Linked DNA regions of Mus musculus: regions 1, 2 and 3 are each linked to region 4. The links are chromatin contacts, called in public capture Hi-C and promoter capture Hi-C maps. All regions are on one chromosome and are shown on one strand. Each heading gives the region's core, a stretch centred on a gene start, on an enhancer-like site or on the middle of the called end of the contact. The rest is flanking DNA. Distances are from core to core; before and after follow the strand shown.

Region 1 (5,693 bases), core at 2,745-5,244, 550 kb after region 4:
CGCTGGCTGCTCTACGAGATAGATGAACTGGATTTGAATCTCAGCACCCACATGGTGGCTCACAAATACCGAGCTCCTGTGGGTCAGATGCCCTCTTCTGACCTCCACAGGTACCAGGCAACACATATGGGACACAGACATACAAGCAAAACATGCATGTACATGAAACTAAAAAAAAAAAAATTTTTTTAAAAGAAATTGAAATGTAAAAGAGCCAAGCATGGCACCTCTTACCCATAATCCCAGCACTGGAGAGGCTAAGGCATGAAAATTCTGGGCTCCAGGCCAGCCTCGGCAACAGAGTGAGGTCATCTCAAGGAAGAAAAATACCACAAAACAAACCACAAATGCATTAAACTAAAATGTATAAAATATTTTATAAGTTAACAAAATATTTTCTTAGCTTATACTCTTGTACTCTTGTTTTCTGAAACAGTATCAGAGTCTGGTATATCCCAGGCTAGCTTCAAATTTATTTAATTTTTTAAAGATTTATTTATTTTATGTGAGTATATTGTTGCTATCTTCAGATACACCAGAGAAGGGCATTAGATCCCACTATACAGGTTGTTGTGAACCACGGTGTGGTTGTCAGGAATTGAACTCAGGACCTTTGGAAGAGCAGTCAGTAACCACTGAGCCATCTCTCCAACCCCTAGCCTCAAATTTTTCTTTCTTTCTTTTTTTTTTTTTTTTTTTTGGTTTTTCAAGACAGGGTTTCTCTGTATAGCCCTGGCTGTCCTGGAACTCACTTTGTAGACCAGGCTGGCCTCGAACTCAGAAATCCGCCTGCCTCTGCCTCCCAAGTGCTAGGATTAAAGGCGTGCGCCACCACCGCCGGGCTCTGTTTTGTTTTTCTTGCTGGTGCTGAATCTGTTCCCTTTGCCGCGAGCTAAGAGCGGCTTTGTCTTGATTGTGGAAGATGGACGTTTCCACACACACTAAATGGATGGATGTTTTCTTCCCTCTAGACAAACCTGAGACAAAGCAAAGGTCAAGCAAGAAGAGAAGTGTCATCCCGCAGATCATCATCACCCGGGCCTCCAACGAGACGCTAATCAGCTACGGCATCCCCGACAACGATGAACAGAGAACCATTCGGGAGCATGCCGACTGGGGTCCTTACCACCGACACAGGAGCCCCAGCACAATAGCAGCCTATGATGTACACAACACAGAATAAATGAGAGCTCTCGGTAGCTGGGATCCTTTCCTGTGACAGAAGGGCCACCCCTCCCTGACCTGCAGCCGAATACCCATCTGTCTATGTCTTCAGGCTTTGACGTTCTGTCTCAGTGACAGTTTTCCCAAAGTCAGTTTCAGTTCAATGGGGAGAGGGGGGCTGGCTGACTCAGAGTAAATCCGGAGGTCCTGAAGGTCTGACTGGATTGGCAACAGCCAGCTATGCAGTGCTAGACAGCAGGTGGCCACTCACACTGTGACTCAGGTGGGCATTTAAAATCCTCTCTGCTCATCTGCATCTGAAGGTGGAAGAAATCGGAGGTCAGTAAACGCTCTGCCCCCAGTCTGGGAAAAGGCCAGTGTGAGACCTCACTGTTAAGTTCAAGAGCAGAGCAGACCCCGGCTGCTGGGATCCTAGCATGTTATGAGACTTGTTACTGATGCAAAAGAATGAAATGTGTCCTGGAGGTGAGGAGGGCATGGGGCACTTGGGACTCTGGCAGTAGCCTGTGAATGCTGTCTTGTTCTTTTGGACCTGTGGATGAAGGGTCTTTATAGCAAAGGACCACTAGGAATGCCAGACATGTTGGCCATGAGACAAAACTGCCATATTGGTTGGCCTCTGGGGGCTAAGCAGAGACAGTGGTATGGCCATCAGGATCACAAACATAACCTTCGCCTGTACTAGGGCTGGGGGGATCTGCTGCCTGTAACACATGCCAACAGATCCTAACAGATACATCATACCAGCTAGTATATAAAATACATACTACCCTATCTAGTATACACTTGCAGGCCTGACTGTATGCATGCATGTATACATACATGCACACACACATATTCATACACATGACTTAAATTAATTTTGTTGTGTTTTATAATGTGGTATAATGCAACAGGAAGGAGCCCCTCCCATGATAAGGAGTCCCATTGAACCATCACGCAATGCCACAGGCCTACTAAGTGGAGCAGGGAAGGGGCAGAGGCAAAGTGGGGAAGGGTAAAGAGAGAAAGAGAGGAAGAGAGAGAAGGGAAGAAGCCAGCCAGGAACATGTGGGGATAGAGAAAGAGAGAATGAAGAAGGAGGGAGAGAGCATAGGAGGTAAGAGAAAGCTGGGGTGTTAGCAATCCTCAAACAGGCCTGGCTCTCACATGATGGCAGATGATGACATAAGCTGTTGCTAGGTTGCTGTTGCTGTTGCTGGAGCCTAATGGAACTGTCTGCAAGCCACTAACTTTAAAATTGCTTTGTAGTCAGGCAGTGGTGAGACACGCCTTTAATCCGAGCACTCGGGAGGCAGAGGCAGGCAGATTTCTGAGTTCAAGACCAGCCTGGTCTACAAAGTGAGTTCCAGGACAGCCAGGGCTACACAGAGAAACCCTGTCTCAAAAAAACAAAAACAAAAACAAAAGCAAAAGCAAAAAAAAAAAAAAAACTTTGTGTATGTAGTGCTAAGGAGTGAGCCTAGGACTTGACCCAATGCTAGGCAGGCGCTCCACCACTGAGCTACAATCCCAGCTGGAGTTCTGAAACAGGGATAGGGTCTCACATCCAATCCAGTCTGGATTAGAACTCAGTATATAGCCCAGGCCAGCCTTGAACATGCAGCCTCAACCTCTTGACTGCTGCAATTACAGGTGACAGTGTGCCCAGAGGAAAGCTGAATTCCAAAGTTAAAAAGAAATGTAAGATAGCAAACAATCCATTAGAAATCTTACAGTATTATTATTTATGACTTTTTTTTCTTTTTGGTTTTTTTCGAGACAGGGTTTCTCTGTATAGCCCTAGCTGTCCTGGAACTCACTTTGTAGACCAGGCTGGCCTCCAACTCAGAAATCTGCCTGCCTCTGCCTCTCAAGTGCTGAGATTAAAGGCGTGCGCCACCACGCCCGGCATGATTTATTGACACACTACTGAAAGCCTTTTAAGATAGGCTATGCACCCCATTCTAGCTTTGAACTCAGAATCTTCTGGCCTCAGTCTCCAGAGTGCTATGATTACAGGCATATGGCACTGTGTCCAAACACCAACTAATCTGCTTGCATTAACCTAAGTATAGTGCCCACATGGACCTGCACTCTGGCCATTTAGAAGCAGGAACATTCATCTTCCTAATCTATATAAACCCTCCACAGATGATCAGAGCCAATTGGTGTTCTGAGTTCATTACTCAGTACAAGAGCTAAGTGCAAGTCTTGCAGCACTAGCTCACCGATTAAGGGTGCAGAGCTCCAGACAGAAGGGACCAGGTTCAAATCCCAGCAGCCGGGCACTCTTATTGCCTGGCAAAACAAACAAACAAACAAAAAAAGCTGAGTGAGTGCAACCTCCAAGAACCACTTGGACTAGAGTTGCTCTCCAGTGGTCAGTACATTAATTATCTTCATTTTCTCGTGTACGCTGCCCGGGCTGTACAAGGTTTCCTTCCGTCTTGTCCTGGGCTAGTGATGGGGACGAGGTTGGCCTCGGGAATGACTGGGTTCCCACACATCCAGCTTTCGGAGAATGTACCCAACCACTATCAGAAAGCATAGCTCTCAGCAGTGGTGGTCTGGAAGGGCAGAAAGCACGGCTGATCGCTGGAATTGGTCTCACTTAAATGGCAAACAGGGAAGAGACGCATTTTCCTCCAGTTGATCAAAACCAATCTGAGTCTTCTGCAGGCTGGCCTACAGATGGTACTTTGAGCAGCTTTGTAGAAGTGTGTCTGCATCTAACGCTAAAAGACAACAGAGCCTCTGCGCTCCGAGCGGATTCCGTCCCCAAGTCCAGAACAAACCGGAAGTACGTCATGCGCCTGCGCCGAGGGGCGTTACGCCTGCGCGCTGGAAGAGGGCGGCAGCGGCTTGGGCATGGCAGAGGTGGACCTGGAGTCGGATCAGATCCGATTGAAGTGTATCCGTAAGGAAGGTTTCTTCACCGTGCCTCCAGAACACAGGGTGCGACGGGGTGCCACTCGTGCGGCGCTGAGTGGCAGGGCCAGACTGAAGCGCACCGGGGCGTTCCGTGTCGCGTTCAAGTTTGAGGTTCCAGCGTCGGAGGGGGAACGGCAGTCCCCGAGTTTGCCGCGGCGTGGGCAGAAATCGGCAGCCCAGAGGCTGGGGCGGGGTGGGACCGAGGACGAGCGACCAAGGGCGAGAAGAGTGGGAGGTTCCCGGTGGCACCTGCAGCCGCGGGGGTCTCACCTGGCGTTACCCACAGTCTTGTCTCTTTTGTGTGATGTGAAGGTGAACCTTAAGGGGCTCCGATTTCTGCTCCAGTAGACGTTTGGTGGGAAGAGGTTTTGCCGCAGCCCACGTATTTTTAACTTCTTGTTTATGCTTTGCGAGGCCAAGGCACATTAACTAAGAGCCTCAGAGCACAAGGCACGAGACAACACTTAACAACTAGTTAACTCAGAGCACTGCACTGGAAGCCGAGGTTGCGAAAGCCGTTCTTAAAGGGGGAGAAAATGCACGTGTGCAGTGGTCCCTTAAGTCAAAAATGTCAGAGTCCTGCGTGGTGGTCCACACTGGTAATCCCAGTCAGGGAGTTGAGGCAGGATGGTCACTCCACTTTGGAGGGGAGCCTGGGCTACAGAGTGAGACCTGGACTCAGAAATAAGCCGAGATATAAAATAGTGGAGACTTTGGAGAAAAGGAGTATTCTGTAAGAAGTTTGTAGAAGAGTTGACATTTGTTTTGGACCAGGAAGTGTTGCCAAAATTTGGGCAGATCTGACAAGGAATGGTATACCACACTCAGGTGGCAGCACAAAATCCTGGTGAATGGAATTTCGAAGTGAACAGGGATCCTCGAGGAGAGGGAGGGAGGGAGGGAGCTCAGAGTGGATCGTGGGGGCCATCAGGTATCAGAGTAACAGAACCCAGGGCAGGGCAGTTAAGAGTCGGGAAGCCAGCAGGGGGCTGGTGGAATAGAATCCTAAGCTTGCTCTGGTCCTTCTGTACCCAAGGAATGCTTAGCTAATGCACTTAGAAAGGCACCTCACACATGAAAAGTTGGCACTCCCTGTTGAAGGCCGGATTCTCCTGCACAGAGGTGTTTGTGCCCATGGCTTGTGGCCATTTGGTACTAGACAGCAGACATTTGGAACACTGGGTTGGAGGGGATACTTAGGCCATCTTCAGTATGCTTCAGTATTTCAAAGTGATTCCAGTGGTATCTGTCCCCTTCACTCATCAGAAAATTCCAAATACATGGTTGCTTTTCTGTTTGGTAAGCAAGATGCAAGCACGTTTCTCAGTGCCAGGTATGGGTGAGACTTGTCACTTGTGTGGTTAGCTTCCAGATCCCCACACTGGCTGCCTCTCTCTTTCAGCTGGGAAGATGCCGAAGCGTTAAGGAGTTTGAGAAGCTGAACCGGATTGGCGAGGGCACCTATGGCATCGTGTGTGAGTGGTCATGAAAGAGCTCTGTGGGGACTGGAAGGCTCACACTCTATACTGGTGTGATGCTTAAACATAAGCCTCGGATTGCAAATGTCAGCAATCCATGTGTGTAGCTATGGAATG
Region 2 (6,054 bases), core at 3,332-5,831, 580 kb after region 4:
TCTATGACATCTACATTTTTATCTTTTGCCTGCTTATTGGTGGGATTAAAGATGCATGCTGGCACCACCTGGCCGGCTTTTCTTTTCTTTTTTCTTTTGCCTGCTTGCTTGCTTTCCCCCACCCCTTCTTTCTTTCTTTTTTTGAGAGTCAGAGTAGCCCAGCTTGTTCGTGAATTTACTATATAGTTAAGGCAGGCCTTCCTTGACCTTCTAAATTCTGGGGTTACAGGCATATGCTATGACCTCTGGCCAGGCTAGCCTCAAATTCAATAGGTAGCTCAGGGTGAACTTGAACCCACGATCCTCTTGACTCTACCTCCTGAGCACTATGATTATATGAAGCACCAGGGAACAAGTCCAGGGCTTCATGCATGCTAAGGAGGCACTCTTCCGTTCAGCTACATTCTCAACTATCTAGTTTTTATTTATTTTTAATTATGACTTTATTTTTGTATATATGGGTGTTTTTTGCCCACATATATGTCTGGGCACGGAAGTATGTGTGCCCGGTGTTCAAGGTGGCCAGAAGAGGACGTTAGATTCCCTAACTCATTTTAAAAAACAAATTTTAGCATTACATTTTTCATTATTTATTTTGGTTTTTGGTTTTGGTTTTTCGAGACAAGGTTTCTCTGTGTAGCCCTGACTGTCCTGGAACTCACTCTGTAGACCAGGCTGGCCTCGAACTCAGAGATCTGCCTGCCTCTGCCTCCCAAGTGCTGGGACTAAAGGCGTGTGCCACCACTGCCTGGCTAAACTTTGTATTTCTAAACAAACCTCAGTGCTGTTTGGCCATTGCCTGGTAACTACCTGAAAATTTCCCAGGTCTGTTCCGTCATCATTACCTCATCAAGTCTGTTTTCTAAATGGCTGTGTCTGTTTGCCGTTCACTTTTTTTTAAAGACGAAGGCACTTTTCCTGAGAGAGTTTGCACTTGCTTCTGTCAGGCCAGGTGTGTGTCTGCTCTGGGAGCCACTTTAACCAACTGCTCCAAGGGGAACTCACTGGGTGCAGCCTCCAACCCATCAACAGCGTTAGCACACCTCCCACTCTGCCCATCTTACTTCTTAGAGTTTTGTGATTCTGCCACCTGCAGCTTCTGGAAGATCTCAGGGGGCAGGAAAGGAGACAGCTTCCCCCCTTCATCTGAACACACTCGGCGGTGTCTGCTGGTTGGCAAGGGTGTGGGAGGAGCCGCAGGTACGGCTGGCTTCAGGCATATTCTCCCTGCAAGGCATGCACAGCGCCCTGGTCAGCAGGCTAGGACCAGCCCACAAAGCAGGCCCCAGGAGCCCTCTTCTTTGTGTACCCACCAAGCTTGGTAGCTGTTGACTGGGCCCGCTCCAGACACTGTTCAGCCAGCTTTAGCATCTTTGAGGTCTCAGGGGGCACAGTTTCCCCAGCTTCTAGGGAAGGAACATGGGGGACAGTTAGCCCTTCTGCAGTGACTCACATTCTGACTAAGAAGAAGGAACTGTAAAAGCTAGGCAAGCCAACTCATATTCATCTCGGAACTGTGGCTCAATACAGGGCACGCATGTGGGATTGGCAGCCAAGCATCACGCTGACCTGCCCTTCTCTGGTGCCCGAGTGTCAGGCCTGCTTGTAATCACAGCTCCTCTGGGGACAGCCATGCAGCCCTCATGGCTACTGCACAGAGACATGGGTGCTACAGGGTCTCCTAGCCCACCACCTACTAGCTGCCTGTTCCACAGACCTGCCCCCCTGTAGGTGCTACGTGTGCACGGCCGGCCTCCTTCCCCGGTGTCTCCCATGGGTGACTTCGGGTGCCTGTGCTGCTCCCTGCCGCCCATGGCCCGCTTCCATCAGCAGACACGTCTTTTTGTGCTTCGCTAAGTCCTCCCAGCTCCTGCAACCACTCTCCTGTTCCCCCTTCCAATGAATGCCTCATAAACTCCATTCCCTCCTCAGTCCATACCCGTTTTAGCACCCAGGTTCCCCTAAACTGTCCTTACCCAGCCTTGCTATGCAAAAGACGGCAGGTCATTCCAATTTTTTCCTGTCCTCTAAGATACTACTGCCTTAAGTTTTTTCTGGAAACCCCTGGCTTCAGACACTTGAGGGCTCAGCTGAGCTCATGTGTTCCCCAGTAACTCTCCCTAACTGTGTTCCTTTGTCCAGTGGGTTGCCTGTGCCTCAGACTTTACATGTTCACAGACGAATTCTCTACTTCTAAAAATTTGAGACAGGGCCTCATGTAGCCCAGGCTGGCCTCCTACTCACTACATAGCTGAGGATGATCGCAAACCTCTGATCCTCCTGCCTCCATTTCCTAAACGCTAAGACTGCAGACTTGTGCTATCACATTCATCTATGCTGTGCCAGGGACAAACCCAGGGCTTCCTGCATGCTAGACAAGAGCTGTCTACCAACTGAGCTGCATCTGTAGCAGCACACCGGGATTCACCATTTCTCCCCTTATGTGATGTCGCCCCTCATCTGCTTGGAACACCCCCTGTGGCTAGCAGCTCACCACCCACCCCAGCAAGTCTGGTTGGCTTCTCTTTCAGAATACACCCAAGCTCTATGCTCCTCCCCATGCTGGGTAGAGCTCTGGGAGGTTCCCAGAATTCTCTTCCACATCCGTCCAAGATGTACAAAACACTAATTTAACTACTTCCTCCTCCAGGACCTTTTAAACGTACTTTTGCTGGCAAGGCCCCCACTTTGTGCATCTCACTCTTAACTACCTTGAGGCAGTGTCTTGACCCAATTCACAATCCGTCCCCTAATCCTGACCACTTCTCCTCAATGCCAGCATGTCACACTATGACATCATATGCTAACGATAAGGACCAGGTTGGAAAGAGACAGGAGACCTCTGGAAAACCTCAGAAGGCAGAAAAGGAGACAGTTCCCCGCCCTCATCTGAAAACATTTGGCGGTGCCAGCTGGTGGGCAAGGGCATGGGTGGGTGGGTGGGGGCACCATTTTGCTATCATGAGAGGAGTAGCAAGTCTGAAGGCATACCTGTAGTGTTTTCCACGTCTTCGAGCAATACCTGGGAGATGTAGTGGATGCTGCGCAGGTATTCCACGTACGCTTCCTAGATGCAGGGGAGAGAATAGCAGTGGTCAGGCCTGCATCCTGCCTGCCTGGTGAATGCCCAGATACAACTGCAGGACCAACAGTGCCTGCTTGTTTTTTGACAAGACTTCCTTCTAGGCTTCAGTGATGGATGGTCCAGCTAGGACACAGATGGTATCTATACTGTCTAGACTTGAAGGGAAAAAGATATCAAACAGAACAAAAAATCAAAGAATTCCTTCCTTCAACACTGTGCTGAGGAGTTCCCAGACAGACACACCTCTCCTCTCATTACTATCCACCACATGAAGGAGCTGAGCTTCAGTCAGGAGGCTCCACAGAGCTGCCTGAGCAGCAATAAGGGTTTCCACTCTGTGTGACAAAGTTCTCTTCCTGTGCAACTCAAAGACTAGCAGTCTTTCCATGTCTCATGAAAAGCACTTCCTGAAATCTGAGGAGAGGATAAGGGCTCATCTGTCAATCTCAAGTTTTGGCTTAGGTGAAGAAATAACATTCTACAGACTCCAGAATAATTCCCTCTGCTCAAAGGAGCCCAGAGCACCGAGCTGCAGGTTTCAGCTGTGTGACCCCTCTGCTCTGGGCTCTGTGACAGCTCAAGACAGAACGCACTCTGGTCTGTATGTGTTTCGTTTTACTCGTTGTCAAAATTACCCAACTTTAATTAGCTCAGCACTTCAGATAAAATGGGTTTCAGGTAGGATTCTGGTCTTGTGAGGGTGCCCTAGAAAACTAAGTTGGGGCACTGGACAACCAGTGATTCGTCCTGTCCTATGGAAGCTCTGGGTGGCCCAGCCGGCTTTTCTACCTTGTTGCCATCCTTTTAATTAGCAGTTATTCTCAGTGACAGGCCACACCCCTTTTGTGCCTGGGTTTCTTTACAAATGACCTTTGAAGGCAACTGCAGACAGCAGCAGCATCCTGAATGAGCCAACAGTCGGGTCTTTTCTAGATTAACTCTACACAGACTCTGTCAAGAATACACACACACACACACACACACACACACACACACACATCTGTCATCTACATCTTGGATGTAGGTCCTTTGCAAACAGAACCTCCTCCTTATGTCACACCGCCTCATCACACAGGTAAATCTAGGCCCAGTGCGAGCTGAGCTGTTCCAGGTCCCCGCAGAGCTCGGCGCCCTTAGCCTCCGGGCCCCGGGTCTCCGGGCGCGGTCCCAGAGCCGCCGCCGCCGCCGCGCGCATCGGGAGCGCCGAATCCCTCTACACGCCCGCCCTCGCCCACCCACCAGGGGCAAAGGGCCTCCCAGAGCTGCTTCCGCGACCCTCCCAGCCTCACCCGGGGCCGGTTGCCGGTGTCTAGCTCGATGGCCTTGTTGGCCAGTTTCATGGCGCTCTGCAGTGGCTTCGCCCCGCCGTCCCCGGCCGCAGCGGCCATGGCGCTGGGCGGGGGCGGGGAGCGGGAGGCCGCGGCGGCAGGGGCGGGACGGGGCGGACGCCTCCAGACCGGAACGCGGAGCGCGGAGCTGAGGGAGGCGCAGGAGCTGCGCACCGCCGGAAGGGGACCCGGACACACTTCCGCCGGCCTTGCCCCGCCCCGCCGCGCCCCGCCCCGCCGCGCAGACTTGGGTTTAGGGGACCGGAGGGGTCAGTGGCTCTTGTCACCTCCTCCGGCCAACTTGCTGCGAGCGCGGACGGGAAGGCTGGCGGGGAGAGCTACTGCTCTGAAGGGTTTCTGTTGTGCGCCACCGCCCGGGCGGCAGTCCGCGGCCGTTCACCCTCCGGGCTGCCCCTCCTTTAAGGGCCTGTCGCGAGTTCCGAGAGACCCGAAGAACTCCGGGCTCCTGACCCCGCCGCGGCCGCTGTGGCTCCCCAGACCGCTCCTCGCTTCCTTGCAGCCCTCGCTTCCTCCGGCTCCGATCTCGGGGAGCCGAGCGGAGCGGGGCAGCGCGGCGGAGAGTAGCGGAACGGCACGGAGTGTGCCAAGTTAAGTCCGCTCTAGCAAGAAGTCAGGGGGCCGAGCCACACCGAGCAGCGCGGAGCAGGGAGCGAGTGTCGCCTACCACCATGAAGCGGGACCGCCTCGGCCGCTTCCTGTCTCCCGGAATAGCTCGGCAGCGCGGGGGTTCGGGCGGCGGCTGTGGAAGCGGTCGGACTCGGGGTCGCCCTTCTCGCAGCGGCGGAACGAGCGCTGACGGGGCGGCTGCTCAGCTCAGCTGGGGCTCGATGACACGCTCCTGCGGGGACACAGGCGACGACGGTACAGACGAAGCTGGTGGGTTCCAGGCGTCCTCGGGCCCCGGTGCGAGCTTAGTGATAATGAGAGCAAACCAGGCCTCCTGGTTCTGGAGAACGCGGGCCCTCTGGAGAACTGCCGATAGAGGCCCTTTCCTCTGCCGCCCAGACAGCTCTGTGTCGCTGCTATTTAGTGCGTAAGATTTGAAGGCACACAGGTGTGGCTTCAAGTTTGCTCTTCGTGCTATGGACTTTTAGGGTAATTGCTTAACTTTTTCTGAACCCCAGTTTCTTGATGGTTAAAACAGGCCTATAACCTAACCTGCGTTGGGAACTGAGTTAAGTGAACTAACTGCTTGTTCCTTGTGCGGCTGCGAGTTTGTGAACAAGCAGCAGCTAGTTAGGTTAACAGCCTCCATGTGCATCACATTAGTGTGGTGTTCTTCAGTCATCTGAGAATGGCTTTCCTATGTAAGCTGTCCTTTACTCCCACTAGGGGCAGTTGGGTGGCATCATGCACATGCTGCAGGCAGGGCACCTATAGATGGACAGGGATGAACAGTGAGTTAGTTTCTTGAGGCACGGCTTGGACACATTTTCAGAATAGGGATGTTAAGTTTCATCTTCGTTGTAGGCATCTGGGGTTCCTTGAATATTGAGTGTTCAGTGAGGAAGGCCAGCTCCCGAGTCCCAGTCCCGCTACTCTTGTGTTTAGGAAGCCTGGTGCGGGCACTTCTCTGCTTGCAGTGTTCGGAGGCCAGGGGGAAGAGTGGCCCTTGCACTG
Region 3 (6,126 bases), core at 512-3,011, 650 kb after region 4:
TGAGCTAGTTACATCTCTCCATGGCCTCTGCATCCGCTCCTATTTCCTGTCTTGTGTGAGTTCCAGTCCTGACTTCCTTTGGTGATGAACAGCAATGTGGAAGTGGAAGTCAAATAAACCCTTTCCTCCCCAGCTTGCTTCTTGGTCAGGATGTTTGTGCAGGAATAGAAACCCTGGCTAAGATACCACCCATTAGAATTACAGAAATAGCTCTCTTACCTCTTATTCTCTTGCTCTTACTCCCTTGCTCCCCCTTTCTCTGCTTTCCCTTCCCCTCTCTCCACGTGGTCATAGCCAGCCTCTACTTCTCTACTCTCTCCCTCTCTCTGCCTTTCTACAATAAACACCTTAAAACCATTAAAAGAAAGAAAGAAAGAAAGAAAGAAAGAAAGAGGAGAAGAGAAGAAAAGAAAAAAGAGAAAAAAGGGGAAAGAAAAGAAAAGAAAAGAAAAGAAAAAGAAACACAGAAACCATTCTATGAGCCGGCCAACCAGAAACACCCTGGCCTCATCAGTGGGCGCTGTCAGCACACACTTGGTACTGTGTGACTCAGACTTTCCTTAAACTACTTGGATACAGGCTCTCATTCCTAACATAAGCAAGGAATGAGTTTCCTTGTGGGAGGTTCCTACTGTTCCTTCCCTACTGAGGTAGCCCTTGAAGTTTCTGAGGATTAGGGAAGAAGAGCCAGAGTTCCAGGTTGTCTGCACAATGTATCCTGAGCAGAGAGAACCTTCCCTTTCATTTCCTCTTCTCCAGTGTCCTTTGGTTCCGCTTAAATCTGTTGTGTCTCATAAGCTTGAGAACTGGTTGAAGGATGTCACACTCGCCCAGATATTGATTATAAACACTTTCAGGCAAAATTCATTTGTATCCTTTCTTTCCAATTGAAGACTAAGAATCCAGAGGAGATTGTCAGCCAGCCCTACACCAAGTCTCTCTCTTACAATTATGTCCCAGCCTTGTGCTTCCTAGGCGATAGTTCTACCGCAAAGCAAAGCCCGAGACCAACTGCCTTGTTATCATTTATCTCCCAGCTGTGTCTTCTCGCTCTGTTCTTCTCAACCGTCGTAAAGATGGCTGAAACTACTTTCAACAAAGCTGTGTGCTGTGCTTAGCTTGTTAACACTTTTGATGTGCCTTGGAATGAAGGCAACACACTCTGAGAATGAGGTGTTGTGTTAGCTCGGTCACATTGTTTGTCACTAAGACACTAAGGGTTTGAAGCTGATCCTTTCGAGCAGAAAAAAAGGACCATTTATGAAGTACTTCATCCCTGAAGGCTTGCATCATCTTTGAGCCAATCACACTATAGCGACCTCCTAAGGTCCAGGCCTTCCACAAAGACCATCACAGGCACTGTCTGCTTTAAAGAGCCAGAGCCAAGGGAGCGCGTGTACGTGTGCCTCTGTGTGTGTGTGTGTGTGTGTTCGTGTGCAAGGTCCCCATCATGCTTAACCCCACCCCTCTTCAGTCAGCTTTTCCTCCTCGCACCCCCAACCGGTTTCTAACAAACCTTAGTCCTCTCTTGTCCTGCACCCTCCCTCTCCGGCTGCCCCTCCTAGCTCTGCCCCTCCCCCTGGCTCGCCCCTCCCTACCGGTCTTCCCTTCCCTCCCCGCCCGGCCCCGCCTCTTTGACCATTAGCCTCCTCCTCCTCCATCAGCCCCCGCCCTCACCTGCATCTGCCCGCGAGGGGCGGGGCCGGAATGACAAAGCACACGGGCGGCGCGGGACCCGCCCCCTCGCTCGGCGGTGCGTCGCCCCGCTGTTATGGAGACCCGCCGCGCGCGCGGGCGGCGATGATGGGCGGCCATGGCCCGGGCGGGCGGCGGCGGCGCAGCAGCTCCCGAACGCGCGGGGGGCGCGGCGCGGCCCGAGCCGTGGGAGCTGTCCCTGGAGGAAGTGCTGAAGGTGTACGAGCAGCCCATCAACGAGGAGCAGGCCTGGGCGGTGTGCTTCCAGGGCTGCCGCGGGCTGCGGGGCGAGCCGGGCGGCGTGCGGCGCATCCGGGACACGGCAGACATCCTCCTGCGTAGGGACGGTTCGGTTGGCGCGCGGCTGGAGCCCGGTAAGGCGCACCGGAGTGGGTGGGGGTGTGGCCGGCGCGGCGGGCGAGCGGGCGGCCGCTGAGGGCACCCCGGTGCCAAGTGACGGGGCCTCGACCTTTCTCACATCAGCGCCCAGATAGCGCTCTACCGGACCGGGAAGGCCCCACCCTGCCCTCTGGATCTGGGACTCCTTGTCTTCCCTTCGACCTAGGAGAACCCCACAATCACACACACACACACACACACACACACACACGCAGTCTGGGATAACCCTACCAACAGCCCACTATCACACACACACACACACACACACACACACACACACACGCAGTCTGGGATAACCCTACCAACAGCCCATCGTTCTTGATGAGAAGCGGCCGGTTGGCTGCTCGCGCCCAGGGACGCTTTCCCCAGGGGAGAGTGGCTTTGGTTAAAAGCCGGAGTATCTTACGGTCAAGTCCTGAATTTCGGAAGCCTCTCCTTTAGTCAGTTCCCTTTAAGATGGTTTGGGGGAGTCTGCAGTCCTCTGGCCTTGCTCTGGCAGGGCCTGTGGGTGTTCCCGTGAAACTGGTACTCCCCTCTGGCGACACTGCAGACCTTGAGGCTACTTAGAGATGTGTGCCTTTTTCTAGGGGTAGGGAGAGCAGGAGTAATGTGCCTTGTTCTGAGTCTGTACTGAATTAATACTAATTTTTTGAGTTTAATTGTAAATGTAAGCAGAGTGTATAACCTGTGATTTAAAAAAAAAACCAAAACTTAAACAGTGAGAACCAACAATTGAGCTTTTGAAAGATTATTGTAGTCTATTCAGAGCGTTGAGTTCAGGCTCCTGTCTACTGTTCCGCCTCACTTTCCCCCTGGAGAACTGTAGTTCTAGTATGGGGCATACAGTGATAGTACCCCAAAAGTTGATACCCGGTTGGGAGCACAAAGGCAGGCTGTGTGTTTGCTGAGGGAAGGCTGGCCTCCCTCCAACCCCGAGAGCTGTGGGCTTGCAGAAATTCTCTCAGGCAGGCATCTGCGGGGGACTAGGAATGATAAGCAAGGCCAAAGAGAAGCAAAGGACAACAGCTGCCTCTGGAGCAGGAAGGGCCCATTGTGCGCACAGAGGAGCCGCCACCGTGGCTTTCCCAGGCTTCTCAGCCTATACCCATTTCCTCCCTCCCTCCACACCCCTGCCTGACACTTCCAAGCTGTTAAATTTTGCACAAAAGCCCCGATATATTGCACAGGGAAATAATAAACACAACACCCAGGTAGGCTGAGGTTTAACCTTGGCCAGTGCGCTCAGAAAGTGGCATGATTTGCATAAACCCTGCTGGGCTCCCTCTTCCAAGGCTGGCCTGAAGGGGCAGGTGCACCACCATCAACTCTTCACAGCCTTAACACTCCTGTGGCTCTGGCCGCCTCACAAGGCTATTCCTGGGCCCACCCCATTGCTTACCATAGAGAATATAACCCGGGATCTGGTTCCCAGCACTGCAGAGCAACACAGGATTGCAGGCAGCCTGCTTGGTCTGGCCTGTGATGTTTGGGACAAGAAAACTGAGGCTTAGGGTTGTAAGTGGCTTGCCACTGTAACGGTAGTGGGCTGCACTGTGAACAAACCCAGCTTAGCTCCCTGCTGGGTTTCTCTGGGAACATCAAAAAGGACACTCAACAGCCTAGCTCTCCACCCCCTAGAGTTGTACTGCCTTTTTGTTCTCAGACCAGTAGCAATTCCTGCTGGGTCAAAGTTCAGAGAAAGCACTCTATGTTGACCTTTGGGGAGAGGAACCTGTCTGTGGCAGGCACCAACTTCACTTTCTATCCACTGTTATCTTTGAATAACTATTGAATAACTCTGAATGTCTGTTGGTAAGCATACCCCATGAAGGCATATGAGCGTTTTAACTTGTTTGGGGGTTTGGTTGATTGGTTGGTTGTTTGATTTAGGACAGGATCTTGCTATGTTGTTCAGGCTGATATTGAACCCTTGAAGTCCCAGATGCTGGGACTACAGGAACTTGCTGGCTCTTGAAGGGTAAAAAAAAAAGTATTTAGCTGGAGCGAGCGGGGCTGAAGAGGTGGCTCAGTGGTTAAAAGCACTGACTGCTTTTCCAGAGGTCCTGAGTTCAAATTCCAGCAACCACATGGTGGCTCACAACCATCTGTAATGGGATCTGACGCCCTCTTCTGGTGTGTCTGAAGACAGCTACAGTGTACTTACACATATTAAATAAATAGATAGATAGATAGATAGATAGATAGATAGATAGATAGATAGATAGATAGATAGATTTTTTAAAAATGTATTTACCAGAGCAGTCTCTGAGCTTCATAAAGCCACTGAAACTTTAAGGTAGCCACTCCCTGAAAGTAGCTAGCCCTGTGTCTTTCTGGACTTGAGGTACTAGTGAATTCCCTGTGTAGTTTATTCCTGAAGGAGCTGGTTCTGATGCCAGTAGAGCGTCTTAATCTCTGCTGTGTGGGATATTGGAGACCCAGGTCAATCTCTGAGCCACGCTGGTCTGATTCTCCACCTTCCGCTTGAGACAGAGTCTCTCACTAATCTCGAAGCTCACCATTTTGACTTGACGAGCAGCTGCTTGGTATACCACTATCTCCAGTCCCCAGCACTAGGGCTATAGGATCCTGCGGCTAACCTCTGCTTTTACACGGGTGCTGCGGATCCAAATTCAGTTCTTCATGCTTGTGTGGCAGGTACCTTATCCCCTGAGCCGTCTCCCCAGCCTCCTGATTTTGTTTCTTTGACACAGTATCTCATGTAGCCCAGGCTATCTTGAATTGTAGCTCAGGATGGCTTTAAACTCATGAAGATCCTTCCACCTTTGAGTCCTGAATATTGAAATTTCAGACATGAGCTACCTTGCCTGGCAGTCTCCTAATCTTAAATTGGGAGATGTCTCCATAGTCACTCCTAAGGGTGTGTGTGTGTTTGTGTATACTTGTGTGTGTACACATACATGAGTGCAGGAGGAGTCTGCAGAATTCAGAGGTATTGGATACCCCCTGGATCCAGAGTTACAGGAGGTTGTAAGCTACCTAATGTGGGTGTTAGGAATTAGACTCAGGGGCTGGTGAGATGGCTCAGTGGGTAAGAGCACCCGACTGCTCTCCCGAAGGTCAGGAGTTCAAATCCCAGCAACCACATGGTGGCTCACAACCATCTGTAACAAGATCTGACTCCCTCTTCTGGAGTGTCTGAAGACAGCTACAGTGTACTTACATATAATAAATAAATAAATCTTTAAAAAAAAAAAAAAAAAAAAAAAAAGGAATTAGACTCAGGTCTTCTGGAAGAAGAATAGATACTTTTAACCACTAGGCCACTTCTCCAGTGTGAAGGGTGAGCAAGTTAACATGTAGAGGTACTAAAGTTATGTTGCGGGAAGGGTGACATTATTTTAATACATATTAAAGTATATGTATATATATGTGTGTGTGTGTATTATACATTGGTGTTTCGAGGTAGGGTTTCTCTGTGTAGCCCTGGCTGTCCTGGAACTCACTCTGTAGATAAGGCTTGTCTTGCACTCCTAGAGACCTGCCTTGCCACTGCCACCCGAGTGCCGTGATTAAAGGCATGTGCCATCACTACCCGCTATATTTTCACTCTTATTGCCCAACAATGCTAAAGACTAGGTACTTGCACGTCACAGAAAAGTGGTGGGGATGGGTTAGAATGTGTGTCCATAAGGAGGCCAACACTCTGGGGTCCTCTCCCTCCACCTCAGTTGTGTTCCTTGTTACTGTACTGAGTGTGTAAACGGCCACCTGTCTCACTTGGGTGCTCACTTGTCTGTCTCCCAGCCCAGTGCCTCTTTGAGATAAAGTAGATCTTTGGCTACTCTAAGAAATGTCCCTGAACCTCTGGAGTTGGAGCCCTAGAGCTTCACCAGAGACCAGGGGCTACCTGTTCCTCTGGCTTTTCTTCTTAAGATTTATGTATTTTTATGTATGTGAGTATACTGTAGCTGTCTTCAGACACACCAGAAGAAGGCATCGGATCCCATTACAGATGGTTGCCAGCCACCATGTGTTGCTGGGAATTGAACTCAGGACCTCTGGAAGAAC
Region 4 (5,527 bases), core at 72-2,571:
GAGGAAGCACACACCCAGCCAGACATAATGAAGCCACATCCTGGCCTCAGGATAGGAGGGACGGGTGTGACAGTTACTGGGATCAACCCTACAAACAGGAGCATGAGATCGTCTGTTATTTTGAGGAATTGGGCTCTGAAAGTCAGCTTTAGCTCACATGATCAGATAGTTCTATTCATGGAGCAGGGGGGTAGGTCCAGCCAGCACTGTGGTCAAGAAGCCCAAACACACCAAGTTCAGGGCCATGAGTTGAAAGGCAGCGGCTCAAAGCCAGGAGCTGCCAGCCTGGCTGCCTTCTGCTCCACCTTAGTCAGCCCGACTCCGGCTGAATTCCCAGCCATCTGTCCCTCCGCGGTGCTCACACCTCCTCACACCTCCTCCCCGCTGTTCCCACAGCCTGGCTCTGGGCCTGCCCTACACACAGATGGACCGTTCCCAAAGCCTGTGAGAAGGATCAGAGCCGGAGGCTGTGCCTGCACCTGGCTGTCAGGACCCCAGGGAGGGCGGTCAGGATCCCCTCCCGACCATCAGGAAGGATGCTCAGCTCCATGGCCCTAATGGCTGATCCAGGGACCAAAATAAGAGGGGGAAGGGCTAGAGAAAGCAGCAGACCCTCTCCTGCCAGCACTATCTCCCAGGAAGGTTGCCCTCCCGCTACTCCAGTCAGTCCCGAGCCCTGTCATTCAGGCTACCAGTCTTTGTCAGGAGACCCGGCACCCCAGGGGGCGCTTGTGGGTGGTGGTTGGGGAGCCCATACTCCCCCACCGACTCAGCTCCTACCTAAAGATGAACCACACACACTCTGGACAGGTCAAGCTGTCTGCTCACCTAGGGTGGCTGCAACTCAGTCAAATGAGTGGGCAGAGTTGGCTCCACCCTGCCGTGGGCACGAACTTTGTAAAGTGGAGGGGCTGGAGAGGGGGTGCAAAGCGAGGACCCCCGGGACGGCAGCAACCGGCAAAGTAGGGTGACAGCGGCGGTGTTGAACAGGGCAGGGGCGGCACTTACGGTCTGGAGCTCCAGGGGACCGTAGCTCTCTCGCAACCCGGCTCCCGAAGTGGCTTTTCCTTCTCACTGGGTCGCCACCTCCATAACTTGGGGGCGATCCGTACGCTGTCTTCTCGCGCTGCGCGGGGCTCAGGCGCGCGGCGGGGTCGGGGCGCGCGGGGCGACCGCCTGGGCCATGCCGAGTGCGTTCGGCCCCCAGCGCGGGAACAAAGCCCGCACGCTGCCCGGGTGGTTTCGGCCTCGGCGGCCGCCGGGTCCAGCCGCCGTGCTTTCGGCTCTGCTGCCGCGCGCTCGCCCGCGCGTCTCACCGAGTCCCGCGGCCCCCGCCCCGCGCGCTCCGCCCCCGCCTCCCGCGCCCCGCCGCCGCTGCGCCACCTGCCTCCAGCCCGACGCCCATCGCGCTCGCTCCGCCCCGGGGCGCCGGCCGCCGGAGAGAGGCCCGGTTCCGTGCGCCCGGCGCCGCCCAATGCCCAGAGCGGCTCCCGCCTCCACCGCCCGGGTGGCCGAGGGGCCCCGGGACGCGCCCGGCGGACTTGGCTATGGGGTCCGACTCAGGACGTAGGGACCTCAGGAGCGCCAGGCCGCGCGTGGGACCCCCGTACGGATGCAGGAGAGCGGGGCCGTGGAGTGGGAACGGGCCGAGGAGTCCCAGCGCGTAGCCAGTGCGTGCGGCGCGGGGCAACCCGGTGCGGGGCGGACTCCTAGCTGTGCGCCCCCGCCCCGCGCAGGCCGCGCCCCGGGAGGGCGGGCGAGCTGAGCGCACCGCACACACCCACCTCGGAGCAGTCGCAGCCCGACGGCGTCGCTGCTCCCGGAGCCGCGGTGTCTACTCCGGGACGGGGAGGCGGGCGCCCCTCCTTCGGCCGCCGCACCCCCCCTCACCCCCTTCGCAAGCCCTTCGGGGTACCCGGGCCACCTGCGCGTTCTGCCGGCAGGGGGCGCGCTCCACCCGCCGCGCTCGGCCTTGGTCCCCAAGGCGCCAGGCGACCTGCGGCAAGTGGGCTCAGGATCCCGCTCTCCCCACTGCCATCGGGGCCGGCGTTCGCATATGCTTTGCATTCGTTTGCATATCATTCATTTTAATGTCAACCTGAGGAAAAGCCCCCAGCCGCTGCTTCTGCTTGTCCGCGTCCTACTTTCTCTGCTTCCTCTGAGCCTGCTCCCCACCCACTTTACCCACTTTTCCTCGAGGCGCCTTGCGACAAGTCCCAGGCGTTCCTCCGGTTGGTACATTTGAGCAAACTCGCTGCACTTCCTTCCTTTCCCTTCCCAGTTTTTCACTCACTCACACTTTGCTTCTTTGAGACTAAGGAGAGACCCAGGGTCACCGCCTGCAGAGACAAGGGGCCAGAACTTCAGATCAGCGGGGGGGTGGGGGTGGGGGGGGCTTGATTTTCATCTCATTAGGCATACATCTGCATGTGAAGGATAAAAATCTAGCAATGTGCCAAAATTAAATAAATAAATAAGTAAAAATACCCTCCGTTTCTTTCCAGGCTTGCTGTAGTGGCTTGGTTTTCCCCAGTTGGGGTCCCTCTCAGGGGTTCACCTCTGCCTTCTTGAAAAAGCGTTCCTGCACGGTCCTCCTGGGGTGGGATCTGGGCTCCTTGGTTTCCCGGATCTCCCTCTGTGGAGGATGCTATCTAATCCTAGTCTGACACCTATAAAACTGTCCACATTTTCAGATCTCCCTGGCCACATGTATCAATCTTATAGAGGAGTGGAGGGTCCCGAGCCCATTTCACAGAGGAATGTGGATCTAGAAGAGTTGGCTATGTGGCTTGAGACCGCAAACTTTTTATCCCAGGCATATGGACACCAGCTGTGTGGCTGCTAGTGTGCTGTGTACACCGAGAAAGCAAAGGACAGTCCTCTTCAGAGATACTGTCGTGAAGAGTGGCCCCGGCAGAGTGGCCTCTCAGCAGACCTCGTAAGCCAGTCTCTGGGAGCTCAGCCTGAGGCAGGAGTGGGACCCTCAGCTTGAGCTGCAGGTTTACCCACCTCGTGCTGCTGGGTGGCATGTCTGTTTTGTGGTAAGTGGCCAGTGTGTGGCTTGAACTTAAGAAAGGTGCTCACAACCTCTGTTGGAGGTACAGAATTCAATGTGACAGGTAAACCTCTCAGCTAGGAAGCTCTCCCAAGAGAGAGCCATGGCTGCTGCACAGGGAGGAGATGGTGGGGGCCCTGAGGGCTGCTTTGTATGGAGTGGGCCGGCCCCACTGCAGCATAGTCACAACGAGTCCTGACAGCCGTTGTCCCTCCATTTTTCCACCAGCTGGAAAGACATTTCCAGAGCCCATTTGTTACCCACTTGGTCTCCCTGCTACTTTATGAAGAGCTGGTTCCCTGTGGAAATGTCCAGGTCACAGCTCTTCGACACTCTCATGTTACCTTATGGAAGCTCTCAACCCACACTGTGTATCCAGTCCATCTGCAAGACACACGCCTTCTCAGAACAACAAAGAGTCACCAAGCACCAGGGATCACGTGGACACCTTAGAGGCAGCAGCCGCTCAGGAAATCAGGTGCCGCCTGAAGCTCTTTATTGTCTATAGAGACCTGGGCTTGATTCAATTCAAAGGAGCCACTTTCTCTTGCTTATGGCAGTGTGGCTTTCCCCAGTGAAGTCAGCTCTCTACCTTTATCTGGTCCCTGCTTCCCACGAGGCTGTGAGAGGGGCTGTGCCTGCCCGAGCTGACAGTACAGAGCTCACAGTACAGAGCTGACACCAGACTTGCAGCTGGGGGCTCTTCTTAGAACAGAAGCCCCTTTCTCTAAAGAAAGCAATCTCAATGTCTAACACTTCCAGCTACACCTGGGTTGTTTCTGCTATCCTCACCCCCCAGAAGGGCAGCACCTCCTTTTCTCACGGCTCAGGGTGACATTTTGACGGCGGACACCATCATTAGACATTTAACTAAACACGCAGAATACGAAACTCAGACTGGACCTCACTATAAAGGTGAGTTTTGTTGAGTCTCTGTCCACTCCTTAGTTACCAGTGCCCTACACCAGGGACACTATCCATGTTGTGCAGACCCAGGGACAGCTCTGCCTTCTGATCAATCTTTCTATGAATCTTTCTATGAATCTGCTTCAAAAACTTGGTCTATTTATTTTAAAAACCCCGGGAGACAAAAATATAGATATCAATGACATTTTAAACACCTTATGTAAATAATAAAGTGTATGTGCCATTGAGAGGTGTAGGGGAATGGGCTCTGGTCTGGCACCTTGATGCCTTCACAGCTTTTCTTTCTGTGATGCACATTTCTATTCTATTCCACAAGGAATAGGTGCAATGGCCAGTGACCATAATCCCAGCATTTGGGAACCGAAGCAGAAAGATAGTGAGTTCCATGCCAGCCTGGGCTATGTTAAGAGACACTACTGAGAAAGAAGAGAGTGGAGAGAAGGAGGAAGAGGGGGAAGAAGAAGAAGAAGAAGAAGAAGAAGAAGAAGAAGAAGAAGAAGAAGAGGAGGAGGAGGAGGAGGAGGAGGAGGAGGAGGAGGAGGAGGAGGAAGAGGAGGAGGAGGAGGAGGAGGGAGAAGAGGGGGAGGAGGAAGAGCAGGAGGAGGGGGTGGGGGAGGAGAAAGGGGGAAGAGGAAGAGGAGGGGGAGGGGAGGGTTGAGATGAAGGAGTCATGTGGTCAGTCTCTCTAGATAAAATGATGGATCATGGTGTGTGCCGATCCAGGTAGCTGAAATTCCAGCTCTAAGCTGGACAGAAAACAGCCAAGCCATCTCAAACAGTGCAGCTCTAAAAAGAACTGCCTGCTGCCTCCCTCCCATGTTGAGGTCCAGGTGCTTCTCATATACACGCTTGGAAATGATGCATTTCTGCCGATGAGGAAGCTGGCCCTGGGAGACTCGGGTCTTGTGGTTGTGGCTGGGATGGGCTATAGCCCATCTTGTTTGTTCCCCACCTATCTTCTGACATTTCTGGCTCAGCCTCAGCCCTTTGGCTGCCCCCTACCCCCACCCCATAACCTTAGGGCCACTTACCAGCCAACCACATAGAGTATGATGGTCTCAAGGAAGGAGGATAGACAGACAGATGGCTGCCTCTGTCCCTTCCAGACAGCAGAGGGAACAAGTGCGAGCTTTGACCTTTGTCAGAAGGGTTAGGGGCAGAGTGGCTCAGACGTGGCCTTAGTGAGCGGGCTGGCACTGTACACATCACAGTAGCTACAGCACAGATTCCTCACACCAGCAACTCCCATTCCGTACCCAGAACTCTCCATATGCATCTTCCTATAGGATCTTCCTGAAGTCAGAGAGGAGAGGAAGCTCCCACAGGCTTCTCTTTCTCTCTTGGAGGGACTGATGACCTCTGATACCAGGAAGACATGTACCTCCCTTGTCTGCTAAGCCCCCTGGGATGAGTTAGCTGGATTTTGCTTCTTATCTCTATGCAAAAACAAGATTTGGAAAAATCACAGGAGCTGACAGTGTGGACGGCTCTGCAGGAGTGCCCGGGGTGATGCTTGTTTGTCAGGCACTTTGGCCATGGTGATGA

Evidence for each region. Capture Hi-C pulls out chosen DNA fragments and counts their contacts.
Region 1: a contact with region 4 is called in a promoter capture Hi-C map of liver. The contact joins the promoter of Cdk10 here to the promoter of Cbfa2t3 in region 4. A contact is called at or near these places in 4 of 39 promoter capture datasets (the C10 cell line, cranial neural crest, embryonic stem cells and 1 more), 1 of 15 datasets of contacts at CTCF or cohesin (large pre-B cells), 2 of 484 Hi-C or Micro-C datasets (bone marrow-derived macrophages and embryonic stem cells), 15 of 115 datasets of contacts at active chromatin or transcription factors (T-cell acute lymphoblastic leukemia, astrocytes, bone marrow-derived macrophages and 7 more) and 3 of 9 other capture datasets (adipose tissue, liver and macrophages).
Region 2: a contact with region 4 is called in a promoter capture Hi-C map of adipose tissue. The contact joins the promoter of Zfp276 here to the promoter of Cbfa2t3 in region 4. A contact is called at or near these places in 3 of 115 datasets of contacts at active chromatin or transcription factors (embryonic forebrain, large pre-B cells and stem cell-derived neural progenitor cells) and 3 of 9 other capture datasets (adipose tissue, embryonic stem cells and liver).
Region 3: a contact with region 4 is called in a capture Hi-C map of macrophages, with 5 times the contacts expected there. The contact joins the promoter of Spire2 here to the promoter of Cbfa2t3 in region 4. A contact is called at or near these places in 4 of 39 promoter capture datasets (hippocampal neurons, liver, pre-B cells and 1 more) and 1 of 9 other capture datasets (macrophages).

The regions. Positions count from the first base shown.
Region 1 is chr8:123,220,847-123,226,539 of GRCm38.p6, forward strand. Cdk10 (cyclin-dependent kinase 10) reads left to right here and starts at 3,995. Exons shown (of 13, transcript NM_194446.2): 1 at 3,995-4,122; 2 at 5,501-5,573. The coding sequence starts at 4,036. Spata33 (spermatogenesis associated 33) reads left to right here. Exons shown (of 3, transcript NM_177279.4): 3 at 972-1,199. The coding sequence ends at 1,183.
Region 2 is chr8:123,249,614-123,255,667 of GRCm38.p6, forward strand. Zfp276 (zinc finger protein (C2H2 type) 276) reads left to right here and starts at 4,582. Exons shown (of 11, transcript NM_020497.2): 1 at 4,582-5,310. The coding sequence starts at 5,103. Vps9d1 (VPS9 domain containing 1) reads right to left here and starts at 4,609. Exons shown (of 15, transcript NM_028200.2): 1 at 4,375-4,609; 2 at 2,992-3,067; 3 at 1,314-1,406; 4 at 1,065-1,227. The coding sequence starts at 4,473.
Region 3 is chr8:123,330,952-123,337,077 of GRCm38.p6, forward strand. Spire2 (spire type actin nucleation factor 2) reads left to right here and starts at 1,762. Exons shown (of 15, transcript NM_172287.2): 1 at 1,762-2,069. The coding sequence starts at 1,814.
Region 4 is chr8:122,676,854-122,682,380 of GRCm38.p6, forward strand. Cbfa2t3 (CBFA2/RUNX1 translocation partner 3) reads right to left here and starts at 1,322. Exons shown (of 12, transcript NM_001109873.1): 1 at 1,009-1,322.